Linked DNA regions of Mus musculus: regions 1, 2, 3, 5 and 6 are each linked to region 4. A link is a contact called in public Hi-C and targeted proximity ligation data. All regions are on one chromosome and are shown on one strand. The core of a region is the stretch at or near the end of the contact, and the rest is flanking DNA. Distances in the headings are between cores, read along the strand shown. Region 1 has its middle 18 kb from the start of Gm36419. Region 2 has its middle 84 kb from the start of Pten. Region 3 overlaps Minpp1 (multiple inositol polyphosphate histidine phosphatase 1). Region 4 holds the start of Atad1 (ATPase family, AAA domain containing 1). Region 5 has its middle 32 kb from the start of Gm36419. Region 6 overlaps Gm36774 (a long non-coding RNA gene).

What was found. A called contact is a pair of places that touch in the nucleus more often than the background predicts.
Region 1: a targeted proximity ligation map of bone marrow-derived macrophages shows a contact between it and region 4, with 5 times the contacts expected there. A contact is called at or near these places in 4 of 39 promoter capture datasets (the C10 cell line, macrophages, pre-B cells and 1 more), 4 of 484 Hi-C or Micro-C datasets (the G1E-ER4 cell line, the HL-1 cell line and embryonic stem cells), 20 of 130 datasets of targeted methods (the 230-238 cell line, the HPC-7 cell line, the NIH/3T3 cell line and 11 more) and 3 of 9 other capture datasets (adipose tissue, embryonic stem cells and pancreatic islet).
Region 2: a contact with region 4 is called in a Hi-C map of embryonic fibroblasts, with 2.4 times the contacts expected there. A contact is called at or near these places in 4 of 39 promoter capture datasets (embryonic stem cells, liver, pre-B cells and 1 more), 14 of 484 Hi-C or Micro-C datasets (B cells, centroblasts, embryonic fibroblasts and 4 more), 5 of 130 datasets of targeted methods (bone marrow-derived macrophages, embryonic stem cells and large pre-B cells) and 1 of 9 other capture datasets (embryonic stem cells).
Region 3: a contact with region 4 is called in a targeted proximity ligation map of embryonic stem cells, with 5 times the contacts expected there. A contact is called at or near these places in 6 of 39 promoter capture datasets (3T3-L1-derived adipocytes, embryonic stem cells, liver and 2 more), 7 of 484 Hi-C or Micro-C datasets (the CH12 cell line, Th2 cells, bone marrow-derived macrophages and 3 more), 27 of 130 datasets of targeted methods (the 230-238 cell line, the HPC-7 cell line, T-cell acute lymphoblastic leukemia and 17 more) and 4 of 9 other capture datasets (adipose tissue, embryonic stem cells, liver and 1 more).
Region 5: a targeted proximity ligation map of memory CD8 T cells shows a contact between it and region 4, with 110 read pairs. A contact is called at or near these places in 2 of 484 Hi-C or Micro-C datasets (CD8 T cells and nephron progenitors), 3 of 130 datasets of targeted methods (bone marrow-derived macrophages, memory CD8 T cells and pancreatic cancer cells) and 2 of 9 other capture datasets (adipose tissue and pancreatic islet).
Region 6: a contact with region 4 is called in a targeted proximity ligation map of pro-B cells, with 2.7 times the contacts expected there. A contact is called at or near these places in 1 of 39 promoter capture datasets (liver), 6 of 484 Hi-C or Micro-C datasets (embryonic stem cells, large pre-B cells, muscle stem cells and 1 more), 6 of 130 datasets of targeted methods (the 230-238 cell line, bone marrow-derived macrophages, embryonic stem cells and 2 more) and 1 of 9 other capture datasets (adipose tissue).

What each region holds. Positions count from the first base shown.
Region 1 is chr19:32,523,106-32,527,433 of GRCm38.p6, reverse strand. No RefSeq gene overlaps it. Among named protein-coding and RNA genes, the nearest start is that of Gm36419, 18 kb to the left of the region's middle.
Region 2 is chr19:32,839,141-32,843,409 of GRCm38.p6, reverse strand. No RefSeq gene overlaps it. Among named protein-coding and RNA genes, the nearest start is that of Pten, 84 kb to the right of the region's middle.
Region 3 is chr19:32,505,432-32,509,649 of GRCm38.p6, reverse strand. The region is part of intron 4 of Minpp1 (multiple inositol polyphosphate histidine phosphatase 1); the gene reads right to left. Among named protein-coding and RNA genes, the nearest start is that of Minpp1, 22 kb to the right of the region's middle.
Region 4 is chr19:32,709,831-32,713,748 of GRCm38.p6, reverse strand. Atad1 (ATPase family, AAA domain containing 1) reads left to right here and starts at 1,451. Exons shown (of 10, transcript NM_026487.3): 1 at 1,451-1,483.
Region 5 is chr19:32,573,728-32,577,820 of GRCm38.p6, reverse strand. No RefSeq gene overlaps it. Among named protein-coding and RNA genes, the nearest start is that of Gm36419, 32 kb to the right of the region's middle.
Region 6 is chr19:32,937,526-32,941,453 of GRCm38.p6, reverse strand. It overlaps Gm36774 (a long non-coding RNA gene), which reads right to left. Exons shown (of 5, transcript XR_001782638.2): 5 at 2,055-2,827. Among named protein-coding and RNA genes, the nearest start is that of Gm36774, 9.2 kb to the right of the region's middle.

The DNA.
Region 1 (4,328 bases), core at 1,459-3,958, 190 kb after region 4:
CCAGAGTTGGAACTTTGAAGCCTGCTCCCCCATGCTAGGCTAACGGCAATGCCATAGTCCAGAATCTCATGGATTAAAGTCTGAAAGTTGTAACAGAGGACAAGTCAATACATAAAGGCAAATAATTAAACTGAAACCAACCAGTTGGCACATCACAAAAGATATTCAATAATAATGCCTGTTGGGAAAGGGCATCAGTTTTATGAGCCATCAAAGACTGCAAATTCAACTGTCTTGAGAGACCTCCGCAAGAATGGCGGAGAGGAAGCAGTAGCGAATGCAGGGAGTAGAGGAAGCCCCGAGCCTGTGAAGTTCTGAGTGGATGTGTATTGTTGTCATAGAGCTCCGGACCTATGGGGAAATGGCAAAGCCTTCCCTTCTGGTGAGTGTCTGTGTGTGAGCAAGAGTGTGTGTGAATTTGTGAGTGAAGGACCCTAGAGGCTCAGGTCAATGGGGAAGTGGCAAAGCCTTTCCTTCAGGGGTACGTGGTGTGTGCATGCATGTGTGTGTGTAGACAGGTGTGTACAGAAAATGTCCCTCCTGGCTTTCTCTCCCTGAGAGAATTATAGCCTGAGCCCTGCTCCTGTAAAGAGCCTGTTCTTTACCAAGATTAGTTAATCCTGCCCCTTGGTTCAGCTGTCTACACAACCCTTGGCTCTTCAGCTGCCTGTTCTCACCCAGCCTCCTTTCTCAGCTGTATGTGATAACCCTACCTCTCTGTTCAACTCCCACCCAAACCCAGCTTTCTGTTTGTGTGTGTCTGTCCGTCGTATGTCTGTCTTTCCTTCACTCCATCACCACACCCAGTCAGGTCCGTCCTTGGAGCCATGTTAGACACGGCAACCAAATGGTGGTGGAACGGCAGCTAGATGGCACTTTCACAGATTGTTGGTGGCAGTACATAGCAGCTTTGTGTGCTCATGCTAACTGTGTTACCCAAGAAACCCATTTACAGTGTCGCACACATAGGCTACAGGAAGCCTGCCCCCAGTTGGCTCTGATTGTGAAATAAAGCTGCCAACGACCAATGGCTGGGCAGGGAGACAGAAGTGGGACTTTTAGGATTCTCCAGGGCAAGAAACACTGTGAAGGAGAAAGGATTTTCCCCATGAGAGAGGGTGTAAGACCATGCCATGAAGGAGCAGGGGGTAAAATGGCTGAAATGTGGGTGCAAAAGGAAAGTGGCCCCATGGGAGGACTGCCCAGAAGGAAGCAGGGCAACAAAGATACAGATTTAGAAAGGGTTACCTCAGGAATACCAGACTCTACTCGTGTCAAACAGTGGGGTGGTGGTATGGTGATTGCTGCCCCTCACAGAGCTACTGCAACAGGCAGAAGGCATACTCCATTACATGGGGACGAGGAAGGATGGAGATCATTGCCACGAGGCAGTACAGGCAGCTTATGGCAAGTTGGTGGCAGAGCCCTGACGTTTTCATCCATCTCTCTGTTCAAGCCACCTGCTTTATGGAATCAACAGGTTTCAGTAGTGGGACAGTGAGGTCTGGCCTATATAGATGACAGCTGTGTCACTGAGTGAGGACTGAGATGGAGGTCAAACGTAGATATCTTCTTTCTTTGAGAATTCTCCTAAGATTTCGGACATATAAAAAATGGGGCTAAAACCTAATTAACACATACACAGCATGCACATAAAACATATGAGCACACAGCATTTTTAACCTCTGGTATGTAATCTCATGCCAGAGTCACAATTATTGCTCTAACAGGTGGGGTTTTCTTTTTTTTTTAAATAAAATCAATAAACATATGCTGCAACTTGGCTCTATATGGAATTACAGCAAGGTATAGATTGCACCTTATTTTAATAACTTCCAACAGGTGTGAGCTGTGCTGTCTTAGGGTTTCTGCTTCTGCACCATCATCGTGACCAAGATGCAAATTGGGGAGGAAAGGGTTTATTCAGCTTACACTTCCAAATTGCTGTTCATCACCAAAGGAAGTCAGGACTGGAACTCAAGCAGGTCAGAAAGCAGGAGCAGATGCAGAGGCCACAGAGGGATGTTACTCACTGGCTTGCTTCCCCTACCTTGCCCTACTTGCTTTCTTATAGAACCCAAGACTACCAGCTCAGAGATGGTCCCACCCACAAGGGGCCTTTCTCCCTTGATCACTAATTGAGAAAATGCCTTACAGCTGGATCTCATGGAGGCACTTCCTCAACTGAAGCTCCTTTCTCTGTGATAACTCCAACCTGTGTCAAGTTGACACACAAAACCAGCCAGTACATGTGCCTTGCTCTGAAAAACTTCAGATATAATTCTAGGTTATGGTTTAATACAAGAATCAATGAACTTGGACCAGCAAGATGGTTCGGAGAGTAAAGGCACTTGCTTCCATGGCCAACAATGAGCTCCATCCTGGAGACCCACATGTCGGATGGAGAGAACCGATTCCCACAAGTTGTCCTCTGACCTTCACAAGTACACAGCGGCATGCACCTCCTACCCCAACAAATAAATGAGTGTAATTAAGAGAAAAGAATCAAGAGCCTGTCCAACCCCCTGATGAACTAAAAAACAAACAAACAAACAAACAAAAAAACCTTCTAGACTAAGCATGTGGTTCGATCAGCTGGCATGGGAGACAGGAGAAACTGAAGAGGTTGGACATGAGGCTCCCATCCTAAGTTGTTTCTAGCTTCCATTTCTTACAACTTCCTGGTCTCAGCAATTACAGCCAGTGGCCCCAGGGGGCAAAGGGCAGCAGCATCTGGAACACATTTCTATGGCAGGGATGCAGTCAGAGAGTCCAGTAGTTCACAATTAGTCTGCATCATGGAAACAGACTACAAAGCCCCAAATAAACGTGTCCTAATTCCACTGCTAGTCCCGAGGGAGCTGAAGCCAATTTAGATGGAGCCTAAAGTGTTATAGGAAATATAAAATAGCACCACTAACTTCCACCATCTTCTCACTGGCCAGATGGGCCTCATAGCACTAACCGCAGTATCAGGATGAAGTGGAAAACTTAATCTTCCTGTGCTCCAGGGCTTCTCAGGTGTAGGTATGGTCCCCGCCCAGTGCTATTCTATAATATACAGAACCTATTTATAATCTAACACCACGTCTATCGCTGGGTAGGAGAATTTTAGGGTATGCTATAACGTTACATGAGATGATTCCCTTAGGACTGGCTCTTGTACACGTGTTTGAGCGAATGCCAATGAACACAGGTATCCATCTAGGAAAGTGCTTATGACATACATACACAGTAATCAGAGATTTTGGGAGGTGGAAAGAGGTGTCTGAAGCAACGTGGAGGTCTGCTAGACACGCTTTTAGCACTTTTTTTTTTGTAAGAGTGAGACTGCTGTGGAATGTTGTCCTCTGAGCATAGCATGGCCGTTAGCATCTGAATCAGCAGCTTTGAGTACTGGCAGGAAATGGCAGCAAGACTATGCACAGTCATTCATAGGAGGAAGGGAAAGCTTCAGAGACTTACCAGGGAGGCCAGCCACGCCCTACCTCCTAAGCAGCACTTGTTCCCTCATGCAACTGTACACAGCTGCACACTGCTACCTCGGGTGACTAGGCGGTAAACAGTTAGGCAAAGGGGCCTCTATCTTTGCAGTGTTTGAGAGGTCTACACTCGTGCTTGGTTGGGACTTCCAGTGATGCTGGTGTTTTAAGGGTCCTCTGTATTCCATTAGGTAAGCCTGATAAACTCACCGGTTCACAAAGCTAGGCACAGTGGCATACCATATAAAGTATCAAATTCGTATATCTTTGGATTTTATTGTGTTGGAAAGTTTGATTTTTTTTAGTCCTAAAAACCACATGGTATTGGTACACAGAGAGAGACAGGTAGTTCAAGGGAATAGAATTAAAGAGCCACAATTGAACTCACACACCTATGGTCACTTGATCTGTGACAAAGAAGCCAAAACCATCCAGTGAAAAAAAGACAGCATATCAGCCAATGTTGCTGGCTTAAGTGTCAGCCAGTATATGGAAAAATGCAAATTGATACATTCCTTCAGTGCTATCTGGGGTAGGGTCCTATCTGGGGTGAATACACTCCAGGAAACGTTCCCACCACAGAGGCCAACAGCAGTTGGAGCTTGAAAAGGTTTTCCTGATTTTTCTCACCTCCAGCAGGTCGATGTCTGAAGCAAAATTAGAAGCAGGTTGGAGAAGCTCCTGAGTGTGACCCTGGCGACCTCACCCTCTTTATTAGAAAACCTGAAGCCTTGCAACATGGTTAGACAGTGTAGAGTCCACCTACTCCGAGGTCTGTATGCACATCTGGGAGTGTCCTGTGTTGGGCTCAGGACCAGGAAAAAGACAACTGTTTCTATCTTGCCT
Region 2 (4,269 bases), core at 1,665-4,164, 130 kb before region 4:
GGAATATATTTCTTTGCCTAGGAAACTCTTACTTATCAAGTCTTATGAGTGTAGAGACTGTGTCGTCATTATTTTCTTCTATGTCTTCTGTGCTTGGTAGTCCTCAGTTTCTCTCTCTCTTTCTCTCTCTCTCTTTCTCTCTCTCTTTCTCTCTCTTGCATAAGCACATGCCCTCTCTCTGTTAACCCTTCAAGATCCGAGACAATGTCCTTCAAATGACCCTCCTAATATTCTTAGGAGTCTATGTCTATGTACTTTCATTCACATACACATACTTAGGTGTACATGCTCATACTTTCTTTTTAAAGAGCATATAATTCCCATTTTATAGATAAGAAAACTCAAGGTCAGAAACCTTTAGATGACCAATTTACAAGCATTTGGAACAGTGCACTCTGACTGCCAGTACCGTAGCCATCTACTTAAAACAGTGCTGCATCATTTCAAGAGGCTCCAAACTTCCTTCAGTTTCCAGAAGCAGCAGCTGGTGGCATACCCGCGAGGTCAGCTTGTCTTCTTCTGCGGACTCTCTCATGCCCATCCTTTACCCTGTGGAGTGTTCTGCTTGGAAGAGGCTTCTGCCAATGGTGAGAGCTTTCTTTCTGGCCTGGGGCAAGCATGATTCATTTTCCCATATATGAACCAAGAATGTAGATTTATGTCCTTCAGTTTGGGTAGTTTTGTAATTTCTCCCAAAATACATACATGTTCCAAGCCAGGTGAAATAATGTTAAAAAAAAATTTTTTTTTCGAGACAGGGTTTCTCTGTGTAGCCCTGGCTGCCCTGGAACTCACTCTGTAGACCAGGCTGGCCTCGAACTCAGAAATCCGCCTGCCTCTGCCACCCAAGTTCTGGGATTAAAGGTGTGCGCCACCACTGCCCAGTGTGATGTACATGTTTAATCTTAGCACTCAGGAGACAGAGGCAGGTGAATCTCTGTGAGTTTAAGACTAGCCTAGACTACATCTACTATCTAGCAACAAGTTATTTGCCCTAATAATGTTGCTTTAACTTGTGGGGTGGGCCTTAAATTCAAGCAGAAAGTGGTTGGTTTACTCCTGTGATATTCATACCACTACTGCAACAATGGTCATGTCTGCCAGGCCAGTTGTTGTTGAAGCTCACAGAGTTCACAGGCTGCTCATTCCTTTTCTCCTCTGGTAACGTGAATAGCACCTTCGAGCACTCTGAAAACTAGCCTGCTGGGGTGGACCTTTTCGATGAGTATAAGTTACCTATCAAAAGCAATGTACAGATTCAGTGTAATCCTCATCGCAGTTCTAATGCAATTCTTCACCGACATTGAAAAATATAATCTTGAATTTCATACAGAAACATGAACACCCAACAGAGCCAAATGAACTGCTAGACGTATTATTATCCCAGATACCAAGTTTATGCTACCAAGCTGTGGTGATTAAAAACAGCGTGTCACTAGCATTAAAAACAAAATCATTGATCGAAAGAATAGGACTGAGGTCATACCTATAAGTCTGCACTCTTACAGCCAGCTGAGTTTTGACAGAGAGGTCAATAATACACATTAGCAAAAACTATAGCGTCTTCAGCAAACGGTGCTGGTTAACCTGAAGAGCTATACGGTAGAGAAGTGAAACCAGACTCTTATTTCTCATTGTGCACAAAACAAGGACATCAAGACCTTAACCTAAGACCTGATGCTGTAAATCTGATAAAGGGGAAAGCAGGCAGTTTGCACACAGAGAGCACTTTCTGAGCAGGACTAACAATTGACAAGTAGTTATCAGGAAAATTCAAATGAAAAATTTCTTGGAATTTCATCTTACCGCAATCGGGATGACTAAGATAAAGAACTAAAAAAAACAAAACAGCATGCACACACACACAAATGCTGGTGTGGGTGGATATAGGGAAAGGGAACACTTATTCACTGCTAATGGGAATGTAAATTGGCACAGCCCCTATGGAAATCAGTGCGGAAGTTGCTCAAAACGCTAGAAACAGATCTACCATATGATCCAGGTATACCACTCTTGGATAACTATAGATACCCAAGGGACTCCATATCCTACTATAGAAGTATTTGCTCGTCCCTGTTCATCACAATAGCTATGAAATGGAAACAGCCTAGATGTCTATCACCTGATAGACGGTGAAAATGTGCACATTTACACAATGGAATATTATTCAGGTGTTAAGAAAAATGAAATTTGAGGTAAATGGATGGAGACAATTATTCTGAGTAACGTATCCTGAACCCAAGAAGACAAACTGTATGCTTTCTCTCATTTGTGGATGTAAGGGTTGAATTTTCAGATACGTGTTTCATTTGGGATACTCAACGAGGCCATGGAATTATCAAGGATTAAAAAAAAACAGAAGAAGAAGGGTAAATGGGGTAGGGGAGGGAAGGGCAGAGTAGAGGAGGGAGCACAGGAGGAAGGACAGACACTAAAGATATCACATGGGAACTATTGGAGACGTTTCCCACCCTAGCTTTGAACCTTCACAGTGACTTAAACTCCCTGGTTCCTGTGGGGCTCCACAGTCTCATTGCCCCAGTCTGGTCCTGTTGCACCGAAACTATCAGAAATTCCATGAATTTTGCGGAATGTCGTTGGCCCCATTCTTCAGTTTCAAAACAAGTAAGTTTGGGTTATTTTGCTTTTATGCCTCCTGGTCATATTAATTCTGAGAAAAGCCTCAGCAGCTCATACGCACATTAGCTAGCATCCTTCCAGGAAGTCCGTGGCAGCTGACTTAGTTCTCCTAACTGGGCTTCACTCATCTCCCAACATTCTTATAAAGATGGTGACTATAAATATATTAAAAAATAAACACTTTCAAATTAAAAACAGCTTATGTTCTGGTGCGTGCTAGATAGCATTCCCCTGGTCCTAGTTTGACTCATCCATTTACTGTTAATAAGAATGTTTCAAATTCTAATGCCAACAAAATGTGGTATACCTACAAAAGTTACATTTTCTTGAGTCATGAAAAGGAATGAAGTACAACGCATGAAACTTTAAAACAAGTGGAAGAAGGCAGATACAAAAAGCCAAATTTGTATGATTCTATTTATATGAAATGTTCAAAATATAAAATTTATATGTAAATATAAATCTACAGTAAATTATTGGTTTCCAGGGTGGTGAAGGAGAGTAGTGGTGACAACTCATGCACAGAGAATGTCAATGTTTTGAAATTAGAAAGGAGTGGTGACTGTACCATGCTCTAACTACACATTAAATATATTGAATATATAACTATATATTACAACTCCATAAAAAAAGTATAGTGACATCTTCCTGGGGCTTAAGACCTGATGACAAATTTCAAGTCATATTTATACAGAAACTACCACATTGATGGTTATACAGAAGATATCACTTCCTAAACTTACCAAATCTATAGTTTTTTGTTCCAATAATGAAACTAATATATTATAAAATGGTCAAAGAAAATGGAGTTCTGAAATGTATGTAATATTATCCTTTGTCAAAAAGAAAAAAATTTGCATGATCATAAAATACCTTTAGGCAATACATAAAAATTGATAACAGTAGTTGTCTCAAATGTATAACAAGATGATGGGGCCTTTTGGCTGTGTGCTCTGATTTTAAATGATAATCAAAGTGCTTCTATAGTAACTTGAAATTATATTAATATCGTATTACAACATAATTCAGACTTATAATAAATGCTCTCTCCAACTACAATTGTGGATATGTCTATTTTTATCGTCAGTTCTAGTAACCTTTTTCATATAGTTGATACTCTGCTATTAGATATATGCACATTAAAAGTAGCTATGGCTTCTTATAACCCTTTACCGTTAAGATCTCCTTAAGCCTTTTAACATTCCTTGGTTTTAACTATATGGCACTTCAGCTTTCTGTTTCACAGTTACATAGTATTGCTTTCTCATTCTTTCCTTCTGAACCCTTCTGCATTTTTATGAGAGTGTGTTTGTGTGTGCTGGGATCCTTTAGTAGATCAGTAAGGGCTCTTAACCTCCTTTCATCCTGCTCTCTGGATTTCTATATAAAAAGTCAATTGTAGATAGCATATAATTATGGTTTTCTCTTTCTCCAATCAGATACTTGTTGCCTTTTAATTGGATGTTTAAAAACACTTATTCTTAGTCTTTTATTGACATGATCAAACTTTAAATGACCTCATTAGCATTGTTTCATGCTTTATGCTTCCCTTTTTTTTCCCCTGACTGTGGTATTTTTTAATCATTACATTTACTTTCACTAGTAATTTAATTGCTATGACTTCTTGTT
Region 3 (4,218 bases), core at 645-3,144, 200 kb after region 4:
GACTTTAGAGATTGGGTCTCACCACAGAGCCGATTTCTCCTGGGATTCACCATTTACCCAGGCTGCTGTCTAATATTTGATGCTTCTGCTTCCACTTCCCTGCTTCTGGGAATGCAGGCAGGGAGTGCCTTGTATATCCAAAACATACATACACCCATAACACACACACACAACACACACGCGCGCACGCACACACTAACTTCATTCTTGATTTTTTTTCATTTCAAATACAACACAGAAAGAGTTCAATAGATAACTATGTTGAGGTTGTAAGGGTAAGAAGGCAAACTGAGCCTACTTTCAATTAAGCAACGGGAAGAACATTAAATTAAGGTCAGGGAGAGTTCTCTATGCAGTCTGGTTGGCTCTAACTCCTTCCAAGTTAGCTGCTTGGGTACTTGGGCTAAGTCTGAGACCATGACAGACTGTGTTACATGGTCCTTCCATTAGTAACAGCTCAGAGCATTAACTGCTTAAGTCTCAAACATATGCTTTTCTTCATTATGTTGTTTCCCATAGCCTGAATTCAACTTAGTTATCACTGGGCATTTAAGTTTTACTTAAAGTTTAATTAGAGAAATAACCAGATGACAAAGCAACCTCAACTCGTCAAGGCTTTCCTAAAGAACAGCTTTCTCTCTCGCTCTGGCTGTCCTAGAACTCACTCTGTAGACCAGGCTGGCCTTGAACTCTGAAATCCGCCTGCCTCTGCCTCCCAAGTATTGGGGTTAAAGGCGTGCGCCACCACTGCCCAGCAAGAACAGCTTTATTCCAGAGGCTCTGAGTGTAAGAAAAGCATCTGAATTGGTTCTGAGATATGACTCAAATCACCTTAGACAATAATTAAAAATTATTTTAAAATCAGTAAGTTCAAAGTCAAGGGTCCACTTATAACTAAGAATGCCAGAACGCTCTTCTTCACTTATAAACAAGACACAGCAGCAGTATGGAACTGATTTCTACTTCGTTGTTCAAATCTATTGGTAAACTATCAGATATACCTTTGTTCAACGACATCTATGGAAACATGTATGTCAAAAGGGGAACATCCCCTTCGAAGGGTTAATATAGTCCTTAAACATCTGTTCACATTTACATTTGCCTGCCCTTTCATGAGACTTACTCAAATTTCTGTTTGGGGGCATTTTAAAAAATATCACTTTCTCTTCTAAATTACACTGGAACAACAAAAGTGTGTGTGAGTGTGTGTTGGGGGATGGGGTAAGGATCTTCAATTATGGGCAGTTGTTCCGTGAGTTGTGGGGTTTCTCGTGTATACACTGTGTGCTGGCCATTATCACCCCCTAGTCTTCTCTCACTCCCTCTAAACCTTTCTTCTTCCCAACAATTTCTCTTCTTGCTTTCATCTTTTTGTTTGCATTGTTTTTTGTGACCCTCTGAGTTTTACTATTTTGAATTTTTTTGATCAGCTTATATTATAATCACCATTCCAAATACTTCAAACCAAATATACAAGAGTATATGATCGAATCTTTATCAGCAGTCATTAAAAGTATGCTCACAGTTTTGATAAAGGCTCTGACTTTTTGAAGGGGGATATTTATTCTGGCTCATGTTCAGAGGGCTTAGTCACATTCACCCTCCTGACAAGGTAAATGGACAGAGCACTGTGTAGCAGGAGGAACCTGGCTGGGTAGAGCTGTTCACTTCACGGCCCATCAGGAAGAGAGAGAAAAGAGAAATCAGTTAACTCCTATAAGGAAGCAATCAGAGTTCATTTTCAGGAACACGCTGCCACTGCTCCAAGCACTAAAACTGAATAGGTCCATCAAGTTGTAAGCCAACTCCTGGTTCACGTTCATGCAGGCCCAACCAAGCACCTCACGAAAGCGCCACCTGCCCAGCTTCTGCCTGGACTGTATCCCAAGGCGCAGAGAGTGCGCCTGGAGGTCACGGTCAACCTTTGCTGAGTCAGCACTCCAGAGCCAAGTTAGGATGAAGTGCGAATGAAGTGATGCAACTGGGAATCAGTGTGCCTGTGTCCTCAATCTCTCCCTCCCCTCTCCCTCCTTCTCCCCGCCCCCACCACACCCTCTCACACACATCCACACAAATAACATCAGAAGGGCTTGTTAGAAAGAAGGGGGGTTCAGTGGGAAGGGGACAGAACCAGAAAGGGTGATAGATAATTATGCTGAAGCGAGATCATGCGCATGTGTGAAATGTACTAAGCTTGCCTGTGTGAGCATAGGCACAGGCAGCATCCAATGGCCACACCACTGAAGAATGACCCCACCCCTTCCTCGCCCCAGCACGCACTAGCTGACTACAGCCCCTCAGCTGCAGTGGAGTCTCATGCTCTACCTTATGTCTGACTTGGGATCTCTCCTGAATCAGCAGCTGAGCAGCTGGGCTATGCAGCTGGCCAGTGAGCCCTAGGGCTCTCTTTCTGCCTTTCTCTGAGTCCCGGTGTAGGGCTTACAGAAGTGTGCTGTCACATCCTGGTTTTGCATGGGTGCTGGGGATTCAAATTCAGATCTTCATGGCTCACACAGTGAACACTTTACGCACTGAGCCACCTCCTTAGTTCCTAAATCAGACCTGAGAGAGAATAAGTCCAGTGTATCAAATGAATTACCTAACGTTACCCAGGAAGAAGGTGGCTTTGTAAATTGCATCCTTTATTATATAAATAAACGAGAAGATTTTATTGTCTTCAATTCAAACCAAATTTAATCTGAAGACTAAAATTACACCAAGAAATGAAACTATGTAAATGTTCAAAGTAGGTAAATGCCTTAAGCAATTCAAAATGCTCAGTAAGAAGACCCAATAATTGCATGTTTTCCCTTAAGCATACACAGCTACATCTTTCTAAGCTCTTAATTTATGTTTCACACGCAACTGGCGTTACACAAACTATGCTTTCAAACATGATCTAGGACTATCAGATGGCACTTCGGACAAATTTCACAATGTGCACACTTACGTAAGAGCACATACAAATGGTTGGAACTGCCAGAGCAATGAGACGCTTTGAGAAGAAAATTACAAAAAGTAAATTTTGTTTACAAGTCTTCAATATTTGACTGCAGTAGATCTCTGGAGAAGTACACATTTGGCAATGTAAGCCTGGAATGAAAATGACACAAATGTCCTTTTTATGTAAAAATATGTAGAAATTAAGCTCACAAGATAGAAGAACAGGGATAAAGCTCTATTGTCCTCCCTACTAGCATTAGGAAGCTAGAATTATATGAAACAGTAGTTTTCAGTCAGACAACAGAGTAAGAGAGAAGGCAAACGGGTTGAACCCAGCAGCTGTCCAGGCTGACTGTTTAGCGTCTGCAGGCTGTGGTGGAGGGTGGAGGGTGGAGGGCAGAGGCCATGGCAGCCCTGAGGTGAGTGAGGTCCAGGGAGGGAACACTGGCAGGAACTCATGGAACAGATATACTTCGGGACAGGGAGCTCTGGAGTCCAGAGGGGCCGCTCTCAACGTCAGCCATTATGTTACACATAGACTCACACATGGGAACCCAGGAGGAAGGCATCGGCAAAATACACTTCCAAGGCTAACAAGCCAAACTGGTGAACGCTCAGATGCACGGGGAAGAGAGGACTCCTGGTCAGACAGATCAGCAAAAGACAAAGAAGAGGGCCGGGAGACGGCACAGAGTTCAGCTCCTTGCTCTTGCAGGGGATCTGGGTTCTGTTCCCTAGATCCATGCTGAATAGCTCACAAATGCATATAACTCCAGCTTCAAGGGATCTGACACCCTCTTCTGCCATGTGCAGGAACACACACACACACACACACACACACACACACACACACGTAAAAATAAAATAAACCTTAAAAAGAGACGGAGAGCTAATGACTTAGGCACACAGGTGAGATCGAGCCAGCTGTACTACTTCTATGCTGAGATAGATGACTTTATGTTAACTGTAGTTCAATGCAGCTGTAAGCACAACACGAGGAGTGGACACATTGAAGCTTGGTAAGAGCACCTCTTTGGTCTTTGATTACCCACAAAGACATCTCTTCCCGTAAAGACTTGCATGTGACCTCATCATTCCAACTCACCCCCTGAGTATTTTGGGTTTTACATACAGATGCTCTTACTGGAGTGCCCTCCCATCTGGAACCTGGGTTCTTGCAGACAATTTGAAGGTATGCATCTTTGCATAATCTCTATTGCACGCAAACGAACACCCTTAGTGCTCAAAAATAGCATGAGGACTGCTCTGTACTCA
Region 4 (3,918 bases), core at 202-2,701:
AGTTTGCTTGCTTTGTCACGTGCTGGTGAGTTACCTAGTGTTTCTGCCATTGTTGATGTTGCTGCCTCTGGCCTCATCCACTGAGATCAGAATCCAGGTTCTTCCACAGACTAAAGACTAGTCGTGGCTCTCCAGGAATCCTTAAAGCCTTGTGGTCTTGTTGGACTGCTGAGGCATGTTACCTCCAGCACTGCGAAGCTACCAGGACAGCCATTGTTGGACCATTCAAGACTGTGCTGGGTAAACCAGTCTAAAATTAAAACAAAAAAACCAAACTCTTTTTAATATTGATTCATTCCATCTATTGTGTTCTTCTATCGAACTCCAGTAAAGTCCTTTAACAAGGAACTTTCCAGGCTCTGGCAGCACTTCTGGGCTGTGTCTCTCCACAGCTATTAACAACATCATTTACTAATATAACTGTCAGCAGAGGGAGGAAGCAGTGTGTTACTTATGTGGTCCAGGGTATAAAGCAATCCTCCTTGCATAGCCACCCCAAATGCTAGGAAAACAGGCATGTGACACCAATCCCAGCTTGGCTGTAGAATTCTTTAGCCTTAAAAGATAATCCTGAAAACAGAGCGAAACAAACTGCCTCCTCCAGGAATATAAAAAGGTCTTAAGAAGTCTGTCTTATTCCTTCATAGTCCCACTGCCTTTATTTGAAGTGATGATGCTCCTTTTGTTTATGGGCAGTGTGTCTACTTATTCTTGTTCCTTAGTAGTGTATATACATTCAGAAGGGGCTGGCTTTCAGATACGGTTCCTTGGAATCTTGGTGTCACGTCCCTCACTTCGCAAGAGGAAGGGGTTAAAAAAAAAAGTCATCAATATGCAAAACCTGTCACCAGATGCCCTATTCTGACCCAACTGCCAGACCTCCCTGGTCTGCCTGGCTGCTCAAGCGTTCAGTGGATTCTCAGGCGCCGCCTCCAGGTGTCATCAGTACAGAGATGGGGGAGGAGGGTGAGCTCACCCTAGAAACCGAAAGGCAGATGGTGAGGCCATGCGCGTCTGAGCAGCATCATGAGGACTTGCTGCGGGGATGGGGGGTGGTGGTGGTGGTGGAAGTTTATCAAACCAGGGAAGCATTTCTTTGCCTTCTGTAAAAGGCTCCTCTGTCAGGGTTGCGTACAGCTCCAGAGTAGCAAGGGATTTCATGTGTCAAGCGTCTTTCCCAATTCAGTTTCTGAGTCTCTCAAGTTGAACTCAGAGCCCTTTGGGGAGCACCCTGTTCATCCTATCTACCTTTCTGAATGTTATCGGCCCAGCGGGTACTAAGGTGTAGGTTGGGGAAAGTAGCTCGCCCCGCACTGCGTCGCCATGCCTTGGCTGGCACGCCACCGGCTCGGCAGGGATCGCGCATGCTCCGTGCGGTGGGGGGCGGGGCTCCAGCCCCCGGAAGCGTTCTCTCCCCGGCCGCGTTTCTTTCCTGTGCGAGGCCGGGCTACGGCTCTCCCATCGTCTCTGGTCCTGCCTCTGGGTGAGTAGCGGGTTCCCGCGGGGCCGGGCCAGGTGCGTCCCCCATCCCTCCCGGTCCCCCAGGGCCTGGCGCTCACCTGGGGAGACCAGCCCGGTAGTCACCTGCCTCCGCGTCGGTCACACTTGAGCGCCGCCCCGGATCCAGCGGATTAACCTCCAAGGGCGTCCGGGGCCTCGCCTTGGCGCCCGGCCGGGCGCGAGCCCTCAGGTCTCAGCGCTGGCGGGAGACTCCGGCTGCCCGCAAGGACATCTCTTGTAGGCGGCCTGGTCATTGGAGGATCGGGGGCGCTCAGGGCGACCTCAGGGCTAGGCTTGTAAGAAGGCGGCTGGAAGGAGCCGGTCCGCTCGTGCCGGCCCCTCTCCTCCTCCCTCTTTGTGCAAAGGCGGAGGTGTTTCTTCAGTGCTGGCCATGCTTTCCCAGAACATGCTGATGTTAATAATGACCTGCCCTCTCCGCGAAGCCTGGCAGGAATTCATTGTCACAGTCTGCGACTGTAGGGCCTTGATAGGCACAGAATTGCTGGGACTTTGAGTTGAGAGACCATTTGGAGCACACTGCAGTGACTTAGGGAATACTGCAGTAAAAACGTTAGTAGTTGCTCAGAGATAGGGTATCCACACTGAAACCAGAGCTAAACAGGAAAAGATTTAAAATGATATGCGTTTAAAGATAATTCTGAATTAACACCGGTCTAGTGGTGTTTCTTAGTGATATACAGCAATGTGTATATTTTGTTAAAATTAGCGTCTATGCAAAATTGAAATACATTCTCCACATTTGCAGCCAATTTGCAGATATATCAGTGCTTTATGAATGATAGATGGGTATGTACCTCATCTGTGGAGACTGTATAAAATATTTCCATTCACTGTCCACACAGCAGAACGTTTCCGTTTCATTTCAGGATTTCGAAGTCACTTTTGGATATGATGAGCAGTGGTCTTTTTTTTTTTTGTTTTGTTTTTGGTTTTGTTTTTTTGTTTTTTGAGATAAGTCTTCTCTGCGTAGCCCTGGCTGTCCTGGAACTCTGAAGACCAGGCTGGTCTCCAATTTGGAGATCTGCTTGCCTCTACGTCCCAGGTGCCAAGATTAAAGGTGTCAGCCACAGTTTTTGGAGTTCTTTATATATTCTGGATATTAATCCTCAGTCAGTCAGTTGACAAAGATATCCTCCCATTCTGTGGGCTACCTCTTCACTCAAATTTAGCTGCTGCTACCACCATCAACCTCTGCCTAGACCCAGAGTAGTCTTAAATCTGCCTAGAGTCAATGTTAATATTGGAATGGGAAGATATGTAAGCAAGAGATTTGTCTGTTGGTGGTGTTTTTTTTTTTTAAAGATTTATTATATTTAAGTACACTGTAGCTATCTTTAGACACACCAGAAGAGGACATCAGGTCTAATTACAGATGATTGTGAGCCACCTTGTGGATGCTCAGATTTGAACTCAGGACCTCTGGAAGAGGAGTTAGTGTTCTTAACCGCTGAGCCATCTCTCCAGCCCTGGTGGTGTTTTGATAGGAGTAAAAAATTATTACTGTCATCAGGTATGGTGATATACAGCTTTAATCCCAGCACTTGGGAGGCAGGGGCAGGTGGATCTCTGAGTTTGAGGATAGCTGTGTCTACAGAGTGAGTTCCAGGACATCTAGGACTACGTGGAGAAACCTTTTCTCCATAAACAAAAACAAAATCTGTTAGTGTCTTCATGACGTTAAGGAAATATGCTTTAGGAATAGCCTATAGCCCTGATTTATCTTGTAATTCAGTGACTGCCCTGTAGATGGCAATTTCAACATGCTGATTTAAACTCTTGGTTTTTGGAGGCAGAGATGTTTTATGTACTTTAGAATTATCTTGAACCCTATGTAGCCCAGGTTAGCCTTGCACCTTAACCTTGGCCCTTCAGTCTTCCTAATAGTCCGCTGAGATTCACAGGCTTGTGCCACTATACCCAGCTCTGACTGAAACCAAAAAACCAAACATTTTATTGGAATGTCATGACTTCACAGATTGTTAACAAAACCCTTACCCCATCTGTTGCATTATTATTATCAACTATGTTTGAAGCTTTATTGAGATATAGACAACGAAAGTGAAATTTTCAGGTCCTTTGAGAAGTTGATTATCATGCATCCTATTTTTCGAAATCTATACAAGTGGATAATCCTATGGATACTTAGCCATACTGTGAATTGTTACATGAGGCAATTATCATTTGGTGGCTAAATCAGTTCCCTTTTTTTTTTTTTTGTAATCTAGCTGCACTGTATTTTTGTGTAATTATATAGTAGCCATTATAAATCAAATATAGTACGTTCTTTTTATATAGATGTTCTTTAAGTTCTTATTGAATTACTTAACATCCTAGACCAAAGGTTCTTTATCCAGAATGAGAGCTTGCAGTTGTGTAAAAGATTGTGGTACGGATGGT
Region 5 (4,093 bases), core at 1,446-3,945, 140 kb after region 4:
AAGACAGACTCCCTGTCACCCAGTCTTCACTATTCCTAGTTGTCTCTCTACCTCTCTCACTACCTCTCCTTCTCTGGTTGCTGTGTTCTGAGCTGCTGTATAACGAGATCTACTGGGAAGGAAACGGATGTCTATACCTCAACCAGTGATGCCTGAGACTTTTCAATAGCCACACCAGAGAGCTTGGGTGTAGATCTTCCCTTAGTCATTCTGTGAGATGAAAAGTCACATACCACCAAGTCATTAAAGTGCATTATCAGTTCCCTGAGCCAGACACTTATAGCTTTGAGGCATGGAGGCCCAGCTAAGTCATGTCTGGAATGCTGCTGACCTACATAAACAGAGATTATAAGTGTTTGTTTTAGATCACTCTTCCTAATATAGATAAGTATCTGAATATATTACTGGAATTAAACAGGATGCTAATTTGTCCCCTTTGCAGACAATGCAAATGGCTCTGGGTGGCTACTTTCCCCAAGTTTGGAATGCCCAGGTACAAATGGCTCAGCCTGTGATCTCAATTTGAGTACAGCTGTCACCACTGAATGGCCCTAGGGACATTTTGATAATGATGAACAGTCCACCAAATCAGTAACTTCACTAGACCAAGAACAACCTCCACTCCATTAAAAGCTCAACCAGTAACTTCCCTCTGTCTCTTGAGAAGACTGTTATTATCTTCACTCTGCCATACCTGCATTGCTTGCAATTTTATTTGCACGATCTCTGAGGATATCCAGATAGCAAATGCTTCGAATGAGAACATAGACCTTTTCTTTCTTTTTTCTTCTGGAAGGATCACCACATTCACATTTTTCAGGGCTATGAGCCACAGTTATTTGTGCTTTTTTTTAAAAATAAATTTATTAGTTTATCGAGAATTTCATACATGTATCTTGTGATTTGCGCCCACCTCCCTCCTCACTTCTGTATCCTGTGTTGAAAAAAAATAGTAATTTGTGTTGCTCAAATACTCTTGGGTTTGAGGTCTAGCCTGGAGCATAGTTGACTCACCAGGTCAACTTAAAAAACACTTACTCTGGCTCCCAGAAGCTAGCAATTACCAATAGCCCCTCATCTCCAGGTAGGACTTCTTACCAGCTTTCCTGCTCTATACTGGGATTTTCTCTGGCTTGAGTTTACACAGGTCTGTGCAGCTATTCTAACCACTGTGAGGTCACATGAGCGACCTCTGGCTCTTCCAACCTGTCGAGCCCCTTTTCTGTGGAAATCCCTGAGTCTTGCATAGAAGAGTAAGATCTGGATATTCCAATTGGGACTGAGCACTCTGCAGCCTCCTAGTTAACCAGTTATGGGTCTGTGTGTGTTAACTGCCATCGACTAAAAGATGCTTCGCTGTCAAAGGCTGAGAGATACACTAGCCTTCTTCTCAGTACCTGTCCATAAGGACCACCAGAAGCAATTTGCTTTCAGTTGGCAAGGCCAACAGTATACCTTCACAGTTTTGCCTCAAGGATATATTAACTCTCCTGCCCTGTGTCATAATTTAGTTAGAAGGGATCTTGATCGTTTGGATCTTCCACAAAACATCACATTGGTGCACTATATTGATGACATTATGCTGATTGGACCAAGTGAGCAGGAAGTAGCAACCACTTTGGACTCATTGGTAACACATATGCGTATCAGAGGATGGGAAATAAATCCAACCAAAATTCAAGGACCATCTACCTCAGTGAAATTCTTAGGAGTCCAGTGGTGTGGGGCATGCAGAGATATTCCTTCTAAGGTGAAAGATAAGTTATTGCACCTGGCCCCTCCTACAACCAAGAAAGAAGCACAACGTTTAGTGGGTCTATTTGGATTCTGGAGACAACACATCCCTCACTTGGGTGTGTTACTTAGGCCTATTTACCAAGTGACTCGGAAAGGGTCTGGCTACAATAAGTCATTAGGAGTCACTTCATTTCCATTTAGCAGAATAATAATAATAAGAGGTTCTCCCCCTCGTATGTATAGCCACAGGTTCTTGGCCTTTTCTGTGTGCAGCAGATCTTAAGTCCAATCAGAAAATATCTGGCCACTCCCGTGACACTTGTACCACAAGCTTCCAGCATAATCTGTTGCCTCCACCCATGTTTAGTAAGAATAAACTTTATAGACTGAAGGAGATATACAGCGTCTATAACAGTCAGATATTCTATCCTGAAGTGTCAGTGCTCCATGACATGTTGAAAAAGCTCTAAAGGAGCTCACCAAGTCTCCAGTGCTTCTGTTCTTTTACTGATACAAATTCCCAACCTCTCGACAGTGAGTTCTTAGGATTTGCTGTTCTGGACCTAGTGCAGAGTTGGCAAATTCAGGCAATGAAGCTAGCTGCAGAACCCTGGGGTTATGTGTGCTTTATATTTCTTAGTGGGTTTAAGCACTCTGCAGGCTATGTTGCTGTTCCACTTTATGAAGGAGGAGAATGAGGTACAGAGAGGTGAAGGAACTAAGTGAAGGACACCCCAAGATTTAAATGCAGAGTCCGGCTTCTCAGTCCATGCGCATCGTGGCTTTGACCCAGCCTCTATACAGGCAGTCCATTTTAAACATTTTAAGCAGAATAAAATGATCACCAGCTTGCAATCATTTATGGAAAAGTAATTCTGCATAAGCGAAGGAGGAGCTTAGGCAACTGTGCAAAACAGATCAGTTTTGAAGTCTTTGATGATTTATGTTTTCATAGACATCCAACCACAGGCATTCTCTCACACCTGAGGTATGTTTCCTGAGAGTCAGACCACTGGGGGAGCACACCATCTGTGTTTAACCATTTAAAGGACTGCCAAGCTGTTTCTCAAGGATGTTGAACAAGTTGACGACCCCATCAACCAGTGTAGGAAGATTCCAATTCTCTGTGGTCATACTCATCACTGTTGGCCTTTAAAAAAATTATGAATCTCCCAGTGATTGTGACGTGGTATCTTGTGGGGGTTTTCCCTTTGATTTTTTCCCCCTCCTGATTATCAAGGTTAAGTATCTTCTTGTGTGCTCCTTGGCCATTGGTACTGATTCTTGGGAGAGCTTTCTGTCACTATTTCTTACCTGTTTCAAGTTTTCCTCTTGTGGGAAAAGCTGTAGCGATGCCACCCATACCTCACCACAGTTTACAACCTCCAGGAAGTGGTAAACGGGGTTTGTAAAGCATGTGATCTTGGCATTATTAACATCTTAGTTTTCCGAGTTCATGACTTCAATAAAGACCCCAGGAATTCAAAGTTCATTGCAGATGGATTGGTCTTAGATCTAAGAGGGTTTATATATTCAAGATACCACTGAGCCTTTGGGGCTTTATTTCAGGGCTATAACTCAGGATGAGGGTCATTCACAGAATATCAGGTGAAAGATCTGAGGAGAGAAACAAGGAAATTGTGGAGCTCAGGGCCTTTGAAAACCACCAAATGTTAATCTACCGATATGGGTGGCCTTGATCTCTGAAAGTTCTGGGACATACCAGAGTCTTGGTTAAAGATGTCCATCAGCCACCCAGTCCTATCTCATGTTCCTAGATATATAGGTAGCAGGGCTGTGAATGAGGAAGCCATGAAGTGAGTTGGTTAAGCACTGAGGCCGTGCCAACTTCATAGCTTTGAACTCCACACTGGCTGTTGACTTGCAGCTTATGAATCCTGCCATTCACTTTACTGCTGTGAGCGTCAGGCAAGCTCTGGTGAGATAGAGAGGAGTTCACTGGAGTATAATGGGGATCATGGTAAAGGCTGGTTTCTAAGGGTGGAATTCATGCACTGTCAATCGTAACCTTGAAAATTCTTCAAGTTCAAAGGCAAGTACATTCCAAGTGTGCAGTTTGATGCAGACAATGCTAAACAGGGTTTCCTTGGATGCCGCTCCCTTGTTCATTATCCCCATTGCCTTCTTCTATGAACACTCTCACACCTCTGGCAGAAATAAAGTTTAGGCAGTCAGACCTTTGCCATCACTTTTCCAGTCTTGCTGAAGGTTTCAGTCCACAAGGGAGGTTGCTCTCACGTTTGGCTGTATCTGCTGTTCATCCCAGGCTCATCCGGTGACTCGTAGGGCAAGCTCACAACACTTTAACTCTTCCTCTTTTGTTTTAAGCACTCAT
Region 6 (3,928 bases), core at 349-2,848, 230 kb before region 4:
CAAAGTTGCATTGCCAGTGTGCCTGCTATTATTTTAATGAGAAGTGACATAAAAATTATAATTGCCTCCAAAGAAAAGTTACAGTTTTAGGGCATATCCAGAGAGCTGGGGTTTTGGGGTTTTTTTTTGTTTTTTTTTTTTTTGGTTTTTTTTTGGTTTTTTTCCTTGCATTTCTTTTTGCCACCAAAATGTTGGCATATTTCATCTCAGTTCTCGTGCTTCTCGAAATCTCAGTTTCTATGAAAAGAAAAGAGGGCAGACTTGAAAACTATGGTGCCACTGTCCCCAACAGGTTGGCCCATCAAACAGACACATTTAAAAACCAGGACAGCCTGGACCTCTGGCCGTGGACACATCCCATCTCTCTGGGTCACATGACCATTCCCCGTAAGAGGCTACTCTACACCACTGGAGACCCACCTGGGAGTAGAAATGGCAAATATTGTCAACATCAGACGTTTTGGGCCACTTGGGTCAGTAAATGTGACAAATACAGAGTAGAGATCATGTTCCCAGAAAAGATTTCACTGTCTGCCTTGAAATACAGCTGACAGGATTATTTATTGCCACTGTGAAATTTCTCAGGAAGGCTCTCACCCTCTAGCATTCCTAGAAAAACGCTGTCCCGAGTGGGTCTCCCGCATCCCCTCTGATCAGCTGCCCCGAGATGGCCTTTAAGGACTGCATACGATTAGGACCGAAGAACCATCATTTAATAATCTTTAAAATCTGACTATGACTGAAGATCTTTCCAGCTGGAATCATGGCGTTTCTAAAACCATCCTCCCTTGGATGGGAAACTTTTCACAAAGTGGACACCAACTCCAGGGGTCATATGAATATCAGACTTCACTGCTCTTCAGACTTAAGTGTGTTTGTCAGTGAGCTTGGACATATACATGTTACGGTGTGCGTGCGTGTAGGGGTCAGAAAACAAACTCACCTTTCTATCTTGATTAAGGCAGCGACTCTTCAGTGGCCAGCACTGCACATAGCAGTACAGCTGGCCCATGAGCTTCTGGGGATCCTCCTGCCTCTGACTTCGGCACAACAACACTAGGATGACAGACCCATGCTCCCAAACCCAGCGTTACATGGATTCTGGGATTCTAAATGACATTCTTACCGTTGAGCAGCAAGCATTTACTGAAAGAATCATCTCACTGGCCCACCCTTTATTTTTATAACCAACCCTTGCATAGAAAGATCCAAAATTAAAAGCGGCAGTCCTGGATACCACCATGAACACAGAATTCTCTCTCACACACACATACCACATTTCTTCACGTTAAATGGAGCTACTGCAACATTTCAGTCCATATGTAGGTATCAAGGGCTACCCTAGATGCAAGGACAGCCCTCGGCACAATGGTCCAGCACACGGGAGGCACTCGGTAAGCCCATGCTGTGGCCACCAGCCCCCCTTCTCTCCAGCAAACAGGACTCTGGGAAGAATCACTGAAGGACAAACTCAGAAATTCTTGGAACTATTGCCAAACAGAGAATAACAAGAGCCGCTGTGGGTTCAGGCTATTCTGAGAAGCCACACTTGGTCCAAGTGGGTAAGCCAGGCATAAAGCCTGGGTCTGGGCTCTGAGACCTAGCACAGGAACTGAAAGCTACAGCTGTCAGAGGCATGTCTGCTTCCTGTCTCTGTCTACCATGTCTCTCGGGCTGATTATATCCTTTTAATTTGTTTTTTAATTGAAACAGAATTACACCACTTCCCCATCCCTTTACCTCCTCCAACTCCTCCCACGTACCCCCTTCCAGCTGTCCCCATGCCCACCCCTCACTCTCAAGTTGATAGCCTCTATCTCTTTGATTAGTGTGTGTGTGTATGTGTACATGTGTGTATGTGTATCTGTTTACATGAATATATATAAATAAAATCTGTGTTTCTTATCTGTGTGTATATGGTTTCAAAGCTGATTACTTTGCTTAGGACAATAAATAAGGTGGCTCCTCTCTGAGAAAAGCTAAGTCTTCCTCTTTCAGCAGTCACTGCTCCTTTGTCTAGGGTTACGACCCCATGAAATTTCCCTCTTCCACCTTTGGATATTTATTTATTTACATTTCAAGTGTTATCCCCTTTCCCAGTTTCCCTTCCACAAACCCCCTATCCCATCCCCCCTCCCCCTGCTTCTGAGAGGGAACTCCCCCATGCACCCACACATTCCCACCTCACCACCCTCACATTCCCCTACACTGGGGCGTTGAGCCTTCAGAGAACCAAGGGCCTCTCCTCCCATTGATGCCCAACAAGACCATCCTCTGCTACATATGCAGCTGGAGCCATGGGTCCCTCCATGTGTACTCTTTGGTTGATGGTTAAGTCCCTGAGAGCTCTGGGGGGTGTGGGGGTCTGGTTGGTTGATATTGTTATTCTTCCTATGGGGTTGCAAACTCCTTCAGCTCCTTCGGTCCTTTACCTAACTCCTCCATTGGGGTCCCCGCGCTCAGTCCAACGGTTGGCTGTGAGCATTTTGTTACCATTGGTAGTGCCATGTTTCACGTCTGGTTCATACATCCATTTCTAGAAAATACTGATCTGAGGAAACTTTCCTAGTGTTCTGGCTCTTAAAATTTCTCCTGCTCCTCTTCCACAATATTCCTTGAGCCATAGATTAAGAGCCGTGATGTAGATGTAGCCATTAGGGCCTGGGCTCCCCGGGATCGAATTGTGTTCCATTGTGATTTTCTAGGCTGCTTTGATGAGCGGTGGTAGCTACACTGATCCAGGAAAGGTTGCTCATGCACAAAGAGATTGCAGCTTCTACTCTCCTACCAGATATGAGTAAAGATGAGTCCATGTGTGAAGCCAGACCTGTGGAAGGAAGGGTGATGTTAGATTCTGTCAGACCATGGGACTGGAGATGCCATTCTAGATAAGGGAGTTCATGGAGGCAACCACTGAGGGAACGAGATTCAGAGTGGGCTTTGGAGAATGAGTAAGAGTTACATGTGTGGTTGACAGAGAGCAGAGGCTTTGAGTAAAGCCTAAAGCTGCAGCTAAACGTGTGCAATGGGAGTAGACAACGGGTCTAGAAGAGAAGCATGCAGTCAGGCAAGGGGAACAGGCTGTGACGCTAAAGGAATTGGAGACCCCTGAGTGCTGGAGGGTCCTGATAGGGCCATTGTTTTTTTGTGACTCTAACAAAGAAATTTGTGTTCCTGCCACAAATCGGTGCTCAGTAAACTCAGGAATAAGCAGTAGACTATTTTACAGCATTCTTTGTTTCTCTTAGCATCATACACATTGTAACGGAAAGGACCATAAGTCCAGAATTGGCCCATGAAGTTGCTGGGCTAGTAGTCAGCTGTATGCATTCTCTTACTATGGAAGTGAGAATCTACAAACAACAGACATGGGTCCCAGGAAGCACTGAACCTAGCCCCAGAGGCTTATGTGCCAGAATTCTATACCTGAAACAGCAGCCCAACATATCCTGAGATGCGGAAAATTATCTAGAGGACTGTACGTGTGGCATCGCACTGTCACTGTATGTACAGTTACTTTCTCAAGGGCTGATGAAGAGCCTGGATCATATCACCATGCACCAGAAAGACTAGGAGTGGGCTGTGGAAGCTGCGTGTCTAATTTGTTCTTTGAGTCATGTTGATGCCTGGATCTTACAAATCACTGGCGGGGGCACTTCTTAATATATTCCACATGTACTGACAACTGACCCTCGCCCACAGAGGTCTACCCAAACTCATGACTTAAACAACCCTGGAGGAGCAGAACAGCCAGAGGCCAAATCCCAGCGTTTTTCTCATGTTCATGTTTCAGTGAGTTAGTGTTCCCTGACCTAAAAGAGGTAAATAATGACAAGTAAATAGCTCAGAAGGTTTTTTATAAGGGGTTTTGCATTAGCATATTAATAAAACAAAGTTTCCAATACAGACTTAAAAGCAGTGAGTCAGA